Regions from separate parts of the Xenopus laevis genome. Here region 2 is linked to region 1. A link is a contact called in public Hi-C data. All regions are on one chromosome and are shown on one strand. Each heading gives the region's core, a stretch centred on a gene start, on an enhancer-like site or on the middle of the called end of the contact. The rest is flanking DNA. Distances are from core to core; before and after follow the strand shown. Region 1 holds the start of zfyve1l.L (zinc finger FYVE domain-containing protein 1). Region 2 has its middle 80 kb from the start of dpf1.L.

Evidence for each region. A called contact is a pair of places that touch in the nucleus more often than the background predicts.
Region 2: a Hi-C map of the XL177 cell line shows a contact between it and region 1, with 5 times the contacts expected there. The contact joins the enhancer-like site here to the promoter of zfyve1l.L in region 1. A contact is called at or near these places in 3 of 4 Hi-C or Micro-C datasets (the XL177 cell line, the XTC cell line and animal cap).

The regions. Positions count from the first base shown.
Region 1 is chr8L:69,041,896-69,048,049 of Xenopus_laevis_v10.1, forward strand. zfyve1l.L (zinc finger FYVE domain-containing protein 1) reads right to left here and starts at 3,100. Exons shown (of 11, transcript XM_018230213.2): 1 at 2,923-3,100. The coding sequence starts at 3,024.
Region 2 is chr8L:69,133,816-69,140,911 of Xenopus_laevis_v10.1, forward strand. No RefSeq gene overlaps it. Among protein-coding and RNA genes, the nearest start is that of dpf1.L, 80 kb to the left of the region's middle. Within about 2 kb of position 5,631, at least 1 of the 7 cell types and tissues checked has an H3K27ac peak or open chromatin away from gene starts, as enhancers often do.

The sequences.
Region 1 (6,154 bases), core at 1,850-4,349:
TGAAATAAAAATCCCATATATTCTTTATGTTTACTGAAGTAGTTTTAAACACCTTTTCTTTACTCATATTGTAGTATAACCATTTTTTCAACCAGAAAAAGGAACAGGGTTACATTATATATGTATATGGTTGAAATTACATCAAAATAACCATTATCTTTTCATGAGCTACAAGCCAACAAATAATTCATGCACAGTATTAGGCTTATTTAAATTGCTACGTTAAAGCAACTTCTTTACACGTCTGTTAATCAAAGAGCTTGCAAGTCATTGTGGTAAAAAGAGTCTTGGGTAGAGAAGAGCTGACGTATTCAACATGGTTTCAATATGTAATAAGAACCTACAGCGCAGAGAATAACAAAGGAAAGGCAAATACAGCTTTCAATAGCAATTCTATTTATATTGCCACTGCCCTAAGACCCCATTGAACTTCAGAGAACAGCGGAGGCTTTATTTTAACAATAAATACATTTTGGCTGAACACACCAGAACTAACAGAAAACACAATGCAATAAAACCGGGAACAGAGAACACATTTGTGCAAATACCAGATAGAAATAGCTGGAATGTCACGTTAACGGGGTCATTTTTTGTGGTACTGTTTCAAAATGGCAGCACATTGTATAATATAACAACATACAAAGAAAAAGGTAAACACATTAGTTTGCTAAGGATGTCTTCACATATCTTTTTGCAGTTTTACTTGGTCTAGCACAATTTTACTTACTGGGATGTCTATAGCGCAGTAGTGTGATATTGGAAAAATTGACTCCACTGTGCATGTGCAATCCCAAGCAGTGGACAACTGTGAATAATTTAAGACAGTGGTACAATTCTTTCCTAAAATAGCACTAGCCTAAGGAAGGTACCTCTCCTTGTCCTTTAAATTAAATTGAGTAGCAATTTTGAGCCAACAAAGGGATTTAGTAGGGGAAGCACCTGATAGAATGGTGAGATACATACATTTTGAGGAGACTGAAGTTGTGAAATACTGTAAGGAATAAGTAACCTAAATGGCTAACTACTGTATACAGGTATGGGACCTGTTATCCAGAATGCTCGGGTCATGGGGTTTTCCGGATAATGGATCTTTCTGTAATTTGGATCTTCATACCTTAACTCTACTAGAAAATCATGCAAACATTAATAAACCCAATAGGCAGGTTTTGACTCCAATAAGGATTATTTATATCTTAGTTGGGATCAAGTACAAGGTACTGTTTTATTATTACAGAGAAAAAGAAAATAATTTTCAAAAATTTGGATTATTTTGTTATAATGGAATCTATGGGAGACAGCAATCCGTTAATTCAGAGTATTCTGGATAACGGGTTTCCGGATAATGAATCTCATACCAATTTAAAAAGGCAGCATAGTGCTCATTTACTATTTTTTTCCACCCATTAGAATGCAATACAAAGTGTGTTTTGTTACTTCTTGCACTCATCTACAGTACAGTGCAACAATTTACCAGTTGAGCCTACTTTTGTGCATAAGATGCAAGGCACAACAGCAAGGCAGGCCTACTGCCTTGACCAGATCTGTAACTAAAGGTCACTACTGCATGTGTTGTTAATTTGTTTATTAATCACATGCAGTAATAACCCATCCATCACTTGGCTTACAGAACTTGAACCCACAATGGATAACTTTCACACTGCACTAAGTGAAAAATTGTAAATACCATCAAACAGATATAAACAGGTACAAATAAATGAGGGAGCTCTGCATTCTCATGTTAATTTATCAACATATACTTTATTTATTTGAATTCTCTCCACAATGGTTATGTGTAGTGCCCAATTTACAGAGCAGTTATTGGCTGCAAGTAGATTCTGAGAGATGTGTATTGAAAAGCATGCTGAGGTAAGCAGGCCAAAAAGGGAGCTCTTTGGCTTCTGTTCGCCATTGTAATAGCATGGTTATCGTTGGGGATAATACCTGTAACAAGAGTAATTTCTTCTATTGGCACTCCTCATTTATGTAATAGCATACTAATGTGCACAATAATACTTTTGTAGGGGCAGATTTATTAAAAGCGGAGTTTGTGAAAAAAAAAATGAGGAAAAGGGAAAAAAAACGCAGACAAAACTTGTGCAACTTTTTATATTGAATGCCAGCTCATTTAAGAAAAACCTCAACTAAATATTTGTATTTTCGTGAAAAAAAGTCGCCTGCCAGTGAGAATCTCATTGTCTTATTAATTTTCAATATGGCTGAAAATCTGGAATGTTTTAATAAACTGGGAAAATAAAGAAATAGTTTTTTCTGGCAACTTTTGATGGTTTTATTCTTTAATAAATGGCAATTATTCGAGGTTACAAAAAATATTCTCGAGTATATTCGTACTCGTGTTTTTTTACTGCGTTTTTCTTGAATCGTGAACAAGAACTAAAGCTCGATTTTTGATAAGCCTGCCCCTATAGTGTATATACAAATAAAGCATTCACATGTCTGTAGATGCATTGTGAGCGAATATAAAGTATACACCCAAATGGGACAGAAAGCAGGGAGCAAAACAAAATAAAAAACACACAGGGATACCACATTAGAGATTGACAAGTAAATATAGTAAAATATGAAAGTGACTTTAAGAGGCAATGATCCATTGCAGGCTGCACAAAATGTACACAAACAATAACCCGCATATTCATGAGAACACGTGGCTATTCGTTTTACACTGTATGAGAATGAGAGAGAGCTTTTATTGTCAGTACAACCATATACTAGTTACAGAGCATTGAAAGGCTAAAAACGGTGAATTTTAATAGTCTAAAAAGAAGCTTACACATAAATATTGCATACTCATTTAAATACAGATGATATGGTGTGACTGGTGCATATAAACACACTGGAAACTGAAGCTCTGTATTTGCCCAAGATCACTTCCTGGTTGCCATTTCTCCCTCCCACTTCCATTACCTTAAGATTTTCATCTTCATCCAGTAACAGGAAGCTGCCCTCCTCTTCCCCATTCTGCAGACTCCCCAAGGTAAGGGGGTCACTGTGCAGTTGTGCAGACATTGTTTGAGGCAGCTCCTAATGGCAAGGGTACACTCACACCACCACCGCCACACAACAAATATACTCAGTACTTTCAGTTTCGCTGTTTATGAAAAGAAAAACTAACTAGTGACATCTAGTGCCCTTTCTGTGTAACTCCAGCAAACTCACCCCCTTAGAGGGGTAGTAAACTAAAATACAACATTTTTGTAAAGCAGCTTTCCCTTTGCAATAAACATGGATTTGAATTTTTATTGATTTTAAAATAATTTGTAAATTCCATTGCAATTGAATTCCCTTTACTGCTGGTTACTACATATACAATTGAAGTGTTGTAGAAGCAGTCAGCTATCTTCCATTCAAGACTCCAATTCTTCTGATACTTTTCAACACTTCACATTTAGTATGGACCTACAGTGTCAGGAATGGCAAAAGAGTGTCAGATACTGTTTTTATACTGGGGCTATTGGGTAATGTAGACAGTATTAACCAGGACCCTTAAAGCAGTCCTGGCTATTTCTTAGAGGCAAATTCACTAGCCTGCGGAGTTGCGCTAGCGCAGCCTTCGCCGCACTTCGCCAGGCGAAGTTTCTCCAGGGCGCCGCTAATTCATTAAAATCCGAAGTTGCGCTCAAGGAGGCGTAAGGTAGCGAAGTTGCACTAGCGTTAATTTGTCAAGCAAAGTAAAGTTACGATAGCAATGCCAAATTTGCATACGGCGCCAAGTTAAAGTACAATGGACGTATATGTAGCAGCAAATACATTACACCACACAAGCCTGGGAAAGCTTCATAAAATAGAGTTGTTATTTTGCCCTATACATGTGCCCACTGTATAGCTTAGGTGCCATATGTTAGGATATGTAGGGGGGAAGGAGGGTGCCCCCAAAAATAATTTACAATCTTTTTCAGCTTATCACCCTTAAAAAAGGAAAAGACGCCAGCAATCCCTATCTACTCTATTGCACTTCACCTCGTCTGAGGTGGCGAAGGCAAGTCTGGCACAAGAGCGTAAAGTTCAGTAAAATGCGCAAGTTAGTGAATTAGTGTAGTTACGTCCCTTCGCCATAGCGCAACTTCACCTGGGGAAAGGGTGCAAAGTAGCGCTAGAGTAGGTCCACTTCCCTAGCGAATTTACGCCAGCGCCCGTTAGTAAATCAGTGAAGTAACGAAATTACATCACAATGGCGATTTTGCGCTAGCGTTAGCCGCTTCGTGCTTTAGTGACTTTGCCCCAGACTCTAATACCATAGGGGGTGCCGTGAAGCTGTGTATAAATCAAATGGAAACACTGGAACCATGAGAACAGATTGAGTTTTGGAAAGAACCACAAGACACTGCCTCAGAGTGGAGCTTACTGCTTTGCAGTTGTATGGGAGGGGGAATCTATCCTCAAAACCAGTATCTCCTGACCTGATATATCTGTGATAGACTATTCATTTTTCTTGGCTTTTGAGTGCATGTCAACCCCCTTGTAGCTATTAGCAAAACTGCAATAAAACAGTACTGTTGCTTAAAATAAAATATTTCTTTACATACACCGGGGTATAAATGAGTAAAAACAAATGAATAGTATTCACTGTTTAATATTAGTGACATAGGGCTGCAGTCGTGACGAATGGAAAACTGCCATATTCCATATGAGGAAGCAGATGATAACAACTTGGCTTTAAATTGTCCTTGAAATAACATATCTGAGTATAGCATATAGTAGATTGTTAAAGGGGAACTATACACACATCCAAGCAAATGAGTGTAAAAGTGCTCAGCATGCTCTTCTGAGCATATTTACCTTTGACTTTTCTTTTACACTGCTAAAAGTAACAGAAACCTCAAAACTGCTCTGAGATAAAGCTCACTTGCATTTGCAGATGACATTCTTCTAGTTGTCAAAAAGCCTGAACATTTTTATTAATCTTTATGGTACTTTATGGGAAATGTTTCCAGTTAAAAAATCGTAAACACTATGATTAAATCCCACCGTTTATCCCTTTATAGGGTAAAAGTAAAATATACAATTCAAATATTCCTGCCTTTATTCCTGTCTGGAAGAAGGAAGGCATAAGGTCTTTAAGGGATGCTATCAATCATGAAACTGGTGATATCCTTGTCTGGGATACAATTAGAAATAATTATCATCTGAATGATGATAATAAATTCATTTTTAATAGAAGGGAATCTTACCATAGAGATCTTACAAAGAATAAATTGAAGCCATTAACTTCTCCTGATCTGCCTTCTTTTATTGCCAATAGATTGTCTAATCCTCAATGAGTCAAAATTAAAACGCTATTAAACTGAATCTTTGGGAGAAAAGAGTACAGAAATGGTCTAACTTCAAAAAGAGAAGCATTAGCATATGTTTGAAAAAACATTCAATTCATAAATAACTATAACAAGCTTTTTCACTCTGAAACATGTAAGATATAAAATAATTAATTTGGCCTATAGAGACTTTAATATAAAAACTTTTGAATCTTTCTTTTACTGAAAATGATTTGTAGTTTTGTATTGTCCAAAATTGTTTAGAGAACATACTGAGATGTAATATTCTAATTATTTAAAAAATGGCTTTTTGCCAATGTTATATTAAATGAACAGTGGCATAACTAGATATTACTGGGCACCACAGCAAATTATTCTTAAGGTCCCCAAAATGTCTAGAGGCTGTCCTGTTTTACCTGAGTTTATCAAAATTGTATATGAATTAGGGCCTCATGGGGCCCCTATACTTCCTGGCCCCCCTGCAGCCGCAGAGTCTGCTTCCTCTATAGTTAGGCCACTGGAAATGAACATATGCCTTTCTCCCTTTTAAAGGGGTTGTTAACTCTTAGTATGATGTAGAAAATATTTGCAGAGCATTTGCAATTGCAATTTTTATTTATATAGCTTTTTATTCAACAGCTCTCCATTGGCTTACCTGAAACCCAGGGCCGGTGCTCCTATCAGTAGAAAACTGCACCGACCCGGGGTTATACCAGTGAGCCCCAATTTCTTGGGGCAAACGCATGTGCAGTTGAACTAAATAGCCAACATTTTAGTTAAGTTTGAATAAATCACCTAAACAGCTTACATGTAAAACACTGTTTTGTCATATAATTAAAGCCTTATCATTAAAAAATATAAGAAAATATATAGTTTATGTCACAGGA
Region 2 (7,096 bases), core at 4,381-6,880, 94 kb after region 1:
GTCTATAAAAAACACAATACAAGTGAAAAGTGAATGTTCAGAAGGCACATTAGCAGTTTCTGCTGTAGCCCAAGGGACTGATTTACTAGTCTAAATTGGTTTATATTCATTTGTAATTCTGTTGTACTGATCCCTAAGCAATGGCATTCTTACATAGAATTACCTACAGTCTCTGCTCCACGCTGCTTACTCATTTTGGGGAGGAGCTTGGAGAGATCTGCTCCTTTAAAATGGGTGATTGTCTGCACAGAATGTGGACACCAACTATATAATCTGCCAATTCCTCAAGTGCATTTGGATTTAGTCAACTGTATTGCTGCAATGAAACAGACACTTAAATTAAACAGAGATTTTGAGGCTGGGTGATTGAGAAATAGGAGGATGGTTCTCAATAGAGAAAAGAAGAATAAAAAATAGAAAGTGAGACGATATCACCTGGCAGATCTGTATTACTCTTATATCATCTCAGGTCTCAGGAGTAGAAATGGTTTCATGTCAACACCAAAAGGGTTAAGGTCTTGCAGCAAAAGATGAGTCAGTTCCCCATAGGCAGTGAATGAATTACAGGAGTCATTTAAGGTGAAGGATCTAATGGGGAGGGTTATAGTGCCACCATGAGGACAGATGTAAGAAGTGCATGCATTAGAACCAGTTCTTGACAGGGCAGAAGTGTAGATCCATGGCATGAGATGCAATATGTGGTTTATAGATTTGCTTTAAATGAGTTTGAAGACAGACCTTAAAATCAGTTTGCTGCAATTCTAGCTGATCTATTAGTGAGGCCCATAGACAGTGCCAGACACACAACAGACTTTATGTAGCTAGATAGAAATAAAGGCATTTATAGTGCAAATGAAAACCCTGAGCACAAGAGGAGGTGAATATCTCAAAGTGCAGTTAAACAGAGGCCTCTTGTGCTCCGCTTGCTCCTGTCTCCACGTTTATGGTCAGTCCTTGCTTTTTGTCCAGATTGAATCTGGAGAGCAGGATTATTACTATCTAGGGCCTGGGTAGTCCTTGGGACATATATTTTCCAACAGAAAAATCCTTCTTATGGGACCCCTTCATTCTGTTTGCATAAGCTGCACATTAGGGAAGTCAGTTGGAGGTACAAGATGGGTCCAGGGAAAAAGAATGTGACAGAGAAATAACAGGAAGCTTGTGGCATTGGTCACAATTCAGAGGACCAAAAGGGAACCATAAAACAGTTTTGTATTGAGATCCACATTGGAATCCTTACATCTCTGCCTCCAGTAGCTTTGGGCCCCAACCCAAGGATTGGTATGAATCACAAATAATCTCTGTACAGTGTGGCATAACATGTTACCGTTATATGGATATAGAAGAAATGTAATAAATTAAATGGATAAAGTTCTATAAACATATGTAGAACACTAAGGAGCCACAGCGCTGTACAGTGCATAAAAGTAAAATATATATATATAGTGGATAATGTACCCCCTACTGTAATTTATAAAGATATTATGTTACCGAGGAGTTATGTGACCATATAAAAGCACGAGGCCGCAGGCCGAGTGCTTTTATACAGGTCACATAACTCCGAGGTGACTATTAATATCTTTATAAATTTTCAGTGGGGGGTACATTATTCATTATAATCTACAATTTCTGGGTTCAGTTTGTACTTTCTGACGAGTTCTTTGCTTTTTAAATTATGCCATACTTTAGTATATTTAGCTGGGTACCTTTATTTCTTCTTGCTATGGTCATGTCACATGTGTGTTGCAGCTGGGATGTAGTTCTTTCCTTTTTTTCTTCACAGGATTCCTCTCCATTTTTGCGCCCCCCCCCTCTGCATTACCAAAGTCTCCTCCCCTTTGTATACACTACCTGGAGTCTCTCTCACCCTCCCTTTACATTATCTAAGTCTCGCTCCGCCTCCCATCCACTCTGAAGGCTAGCTCCCGCACTGTGTGACATTTTCTTTCACTGCATCACAGACGGGTGAAGGCAAGGGAAGGAGGCGGAGCGAGTCTTCAGAGAGTGGACGGGAGGTGGAGCGAGACTTTGGAAGGGTGAGGGAGGGGGAGCGAGACTTCAGATAGTTGATGCGAGGGGGAGTGAAAATGGAGAAGATAAACGCTAGTGAGGCAGCTGCAGATTTTTTACTGGAGTGAGATCTGCTATGAAGGAAAGAGAAGCCGAAGGGAGGGGGTGGAGCGCGTTGTGGGAGGTAAGCAAATGCAGAGCCGAAAGCTATAGTGGTGGGAAGATCGGGTAGAGGCGATGGCAGCAGCTGCGAGTGCTGTCCCTTTAAGTTTATAAACGGCGCGTTCTGGCGTCAGAACGCGCCGTTTATAAGGATATAATTTACAGTCTGGTCCCATTGGGAAATGACCAGACTGTAGATTATAAAAGTATACATGGGGAAGACAAATCACACAATGAATATACACAGAGCTCATATCAGAACAAAGAGCTTAAGTGCTATGTGGTAAGAGACACAGTGGAAGAGGTCCCACACAATCTATGTGGATAGGAGGCTCAGGCTAACATAAAGGCACAAATTGGTGATGAAACTGTGAAAGGGCTTTGAACGTTAGTAGAAGGGTTTTTATACACTATCCTTTGCTTAACAGGCAGCCATGCTAGGGATTTAGTATGGGTTGAGCAGGTTCCCTTTTAGGAGAGAGCATAAGGATCCTGGTAGCAGAGTTTAAGATTGGAGGGAAGAGAGATGGGAGTCAGGAAGACCAGTGAGGAGGAGATTGCAATAGTCTAAATGGGATAATATAAGGGCATGGATTAGCTGTTGTTTGTGAAAGAAACAGGCGTATCTTGGCTATATTGTGGAGGAAGAAACAACAGGTTTTGGCAGTATTATTAATATGATTAGAGAAGGAGAGGGACTAGTCAAAGATGACCCCAAGCAGCGTGCTGAGTTAACTGGGTTAATAGTCATGCCATCAATATTAATGGTGAAAGGAAGAGAAGAGCTCGGTTTGGGTGGAAAGACCATGAGCTCAGTCTTGGTCAAGTGGAGCTTGAGGTGGCGTTGGTTCATCCAGTTAGAGATAGCTACTAGGCAGTCTGCTATCTTTGTTTGAACGTCAGAGGTTAGTGAGGGAGTGTCTAAGTATATCTGAATGTCATCGGCATACAGCTGATATTTAAGGCCAAATGAACATATAAGGTCTCCTAAAGGGAGAGAGTGTACAAGGAGAACAACAGAGGACCAAGCACAGAACCCTGAGGCACCCCCACATTAAGATGGACAGGGGAGAGGATTTATTTGCAAAAGGTACAGAGAAGGAGCAGTCAGAAAGGTAGGAATAGAACCAGGCTGCAGCTTGATCACAGATACCAATTGAATGGAGAACTTGCATTAGAACAGAATGGTTAACAGTATGAAAAGCAGAAGATAAATCCAGGAGAATGAGAATTGAGTAATGCCCTTTGGCCTTAGCAGTCTGGAGATCATTTGCAACTCTACATAAGGCGGTCTCAGTGGAGTGTGCAGGTTGAAAGCCAGACTGCATAGGGTCGAGCAGATTATTGGTGCAGAGAAAGTTAGTAATATGGAAGAAGACGTTCTAGATGTTTAGAGGCTAGCGGTAAGAGAGAGACAGGGCAGTAGTTAGACAACAGGATGGGTCCAGTGAAGCCTTTTTCAGAATGGGCTTGACACATGCATGTTTGTACTATACAGCATACTGAAGCTAGCACAGTTGAAAGATGCACATACTGAAACTGGTATAAACAGTAATCATGACTGTATTGGTCCTAGATCAACAGCCATGCATAAAAACCCTGTATTAGTGAATGGCTGTGCATTTCAAGGCTAACAGGAACAAACAGTCATGAACCTTGGAACTGCCACAAACCTTGTCATGCAACCAGTGCTGCACACATAAACCTCAGAGTGAAGCTGACACAGACTGGCAGTCATCCAAACTGATCCAGGACCAGAGATCTTAAATATTAAGACTGATGCAATGATACTTTTGTCACTTCTCTGACACACACACATATATATATATATAAATTTCTAATGCTAATGGACTCCAGCTGTACAAATATGGCAGCCCCCTCATACAGGAACATGGGGCATCAGACACGTGATGTAAAAGCATTGTGCAAATACTTTATAGCAAAGTTATATTTCAAAGGCAATATTATGATAGATGTAAAAAAGAGTTTAATTTCTGGTGTCAGTATCTCTTTAAAGGGATACTGTCATGGGGAAAAAAAAATTTTCTCAAAATGAATCAGTTAATAGTGCTGCTCCAGCAGAATTCTGCACTGAAATCCATTTCTCAAAAGAGCAAACAGATTTTTTTATATTCAATTTTGAAATCTGACATGGGGCTAGACATTGTGTCAATTTCCCAGCTGCCCCAAGTCATGTGACTGGTGCTCTGATAAACTTCAATCACTCTTTACTGCAAGTTGGAGTGATATCACCCCCCTCCCTTTTCCCCCCAGCAGCCAAACAAAAGAACAATGGGAAGGTAACCAGATAGCAGCTCCATAACACAAGATAACAGCTGCCTGGTAGATCTAAGAACAGCACTTAGGGCTATTCCACACGGGGAGATAGCGACGCGTTTGCGGTCGCGGCGACAAAGCGCCGCGACAGTCGCCGCGACCGGCGCAGGCGACAGTTTTGTATGGGCGCCTATGTAAAAACGCCTGTGCTAACCACACGAGGCGATGCGCTTTTCAACAGTCGCCTGAAAATGCCTCGCCAGGCTTTTTCAGGCGACTGTTGAAAAGCGCATCGCCTCGTGTGGTTAGCACAGGCGTTTTTACATAGGCGCCCATACAAAACTGTCGCCTGCGCCGGTCGCGGCGCTTTGTCGCCGCGACCGCAAACGCGTCGCTATCTCCCCGTGTGGACTAGCCCTTAATAGTAAAAACCCATGTCCCACTGAGACACATTCAGTTACATTGAGAAGGAAAAACAGCAGCCTGCCAGAAAGCATTTCTCTCCTAAAGTGCAGGCACAAGTCACATGACTGGGGGCAGCTGGGAAATTGACAAAATGTCTAACCCCATGTCAGATTTCAAAATTGAATATAAAAAAATCTGTTTAGTCTTTTGAGAAACGGATTTCAGTGCAGAATTCTGCTGGAGTAGCACTATTAACTGATGCGTTTTTAAAAAAAAAAACATGTTTTCCGATGACAGGATCCCTTTAAGGCCACGTGGCATTCTGACTCTCATAATACTCTCAAGGAGCCATCTTCAAGCAGATCCCAGTATATGTGAGCACTTTTGCAATTTTCAGTTATTTTTTTCCCTCTGTGTGATATTAGAAATGTATGGTTGTTAATATAATGCTTTTGGCTCAGCACCTTTATGGTTAAATCTGGTTAAATGATTCTGCAGGTGCCATGTCCAAACAGATGCCACCCTGCACATTTCTCTTCCTGTCTCCGTTAGATTTTACAGCTGTCTCATACTTTTCTATTGAAAGCGTTGACAGGCTATTAACAGTGTTTTAACGTCATGAGTTCTCTGTGAGCTTTTACAGCAGCAGCCTGTATCAATACCCATGGCCATCTGTTACTTACAGACTCCAATAGCTTGTAATTCCACACACTATAAGGGGCTAATTTATCAAGGAGTGTAGGTAAATGTATTTATTTCTTCCAACTTGGCTCAGAGAAGTCATACCAGAAAACCCTTTCCCTTAGTCCCATAGGGAGAATTACCTAATGAGATCTCCTCTGTAGGCAGGAAACTAATTAGCAATCATAACGTGAACCATCATCAACATGACCTAAGGGAGGAAACTATCATGCTGCACAAAGGGAAATAACGTACATCTCTATAATGTCTCTCATGCAGTGCTAATTATTTAGAGTTAAGGGGTAGTGAAAGGACTTTTGGGAAGATCACAAAGCTAACATTAACAGTGATCAAAATCACTAAGTAACATAATTCCTTAAGTTCCTCCAGACCCAGTAATGTTTCACAATGAGTAGAAGAGGCTTTCACTGGGAGACAGCTTAACCCTAGCACTGTACTCCATAGTTACAGCATCCCCACTGTGTGATGAATAATGTATCTGGGATTCTGTCCAGTTAAAATACATCTTTGACCTCAAGCAAACAGATGCCATTCTCTTTCTCCCTTTAAAGGAAAGCTACAGAAGCAGTTTATTGCCAATAGATTAGCCACAATAGTGCAAGCTATAACACTATATTTATTCTGCAGAATGTTTTACCATACCCGAGTAAACAGCTCTTGAAGCTCTCTCTGTTTAGGATAGCAGCTGCCATATTAGCTTGGTGTAACATCACTTCCTTCCCGAGTCTCTAGCTGCTCACTCATAGCTCTGGGCTCCAATTGCAGCAGGGAGGAGAGGGGGAGCAAACTGAGCATGCTCAAGCCCTAGCCCTGGAGGTTTAAGATGAACGAAGAGAGTCTGATACAGAAGCCCATGTATACACAATAGAAGAAAAGAAATGCTGTGTTTCTTTTGACAGAGGACTCAGAGCAGCATTGCTTTGAGGGTTTACTGGTATATTTATATAGACCTTTGTAATAAAGCTTACTTAGTTTTAGTCTTTCCTTCTCCATTAAAAAGGAAGGTAGAGAAATGTCAGTGGTCCAGGGTAACTTTGAATTTATTTTTGGAGAATAAGCTGGAATGGTTGTAGATTCTCAAATGGGAACGGTCTGCACATATATGGTTTTCTGCCTGAACTACAACATGTTGTATTTTAATATTAGGGCTGAAGTTGAACCCATCATGTTAGGTGATGCCACTTACCTGCTAATCACTTAATACAGGGCACATGCTCCACCCTGTACTGCATCTCTGTGTTGCCTTAAGCACAGAAGGGACGTGTCAAAGTTACTTCCGACAACGCTTAAAATCTGATTTTCAGACTCCCTTTTAATATATTTTATATTAGGATTACTGCAGAAACTGTCATTTCCTTTATGCCCTGTGCAGTGACCTAAACCTATTGCAATTTCAAATATAACGATATTTTCAAATACAAAGACAAGAATTAGACTGTTCCCTCGGGAACTCTGAGCTACTGATCTCTCAGATGAGATGTTCTACACCAGGGAACACATTAACCCTTATTTGGGGTTCACCAGTTGTAACAAGAAATAA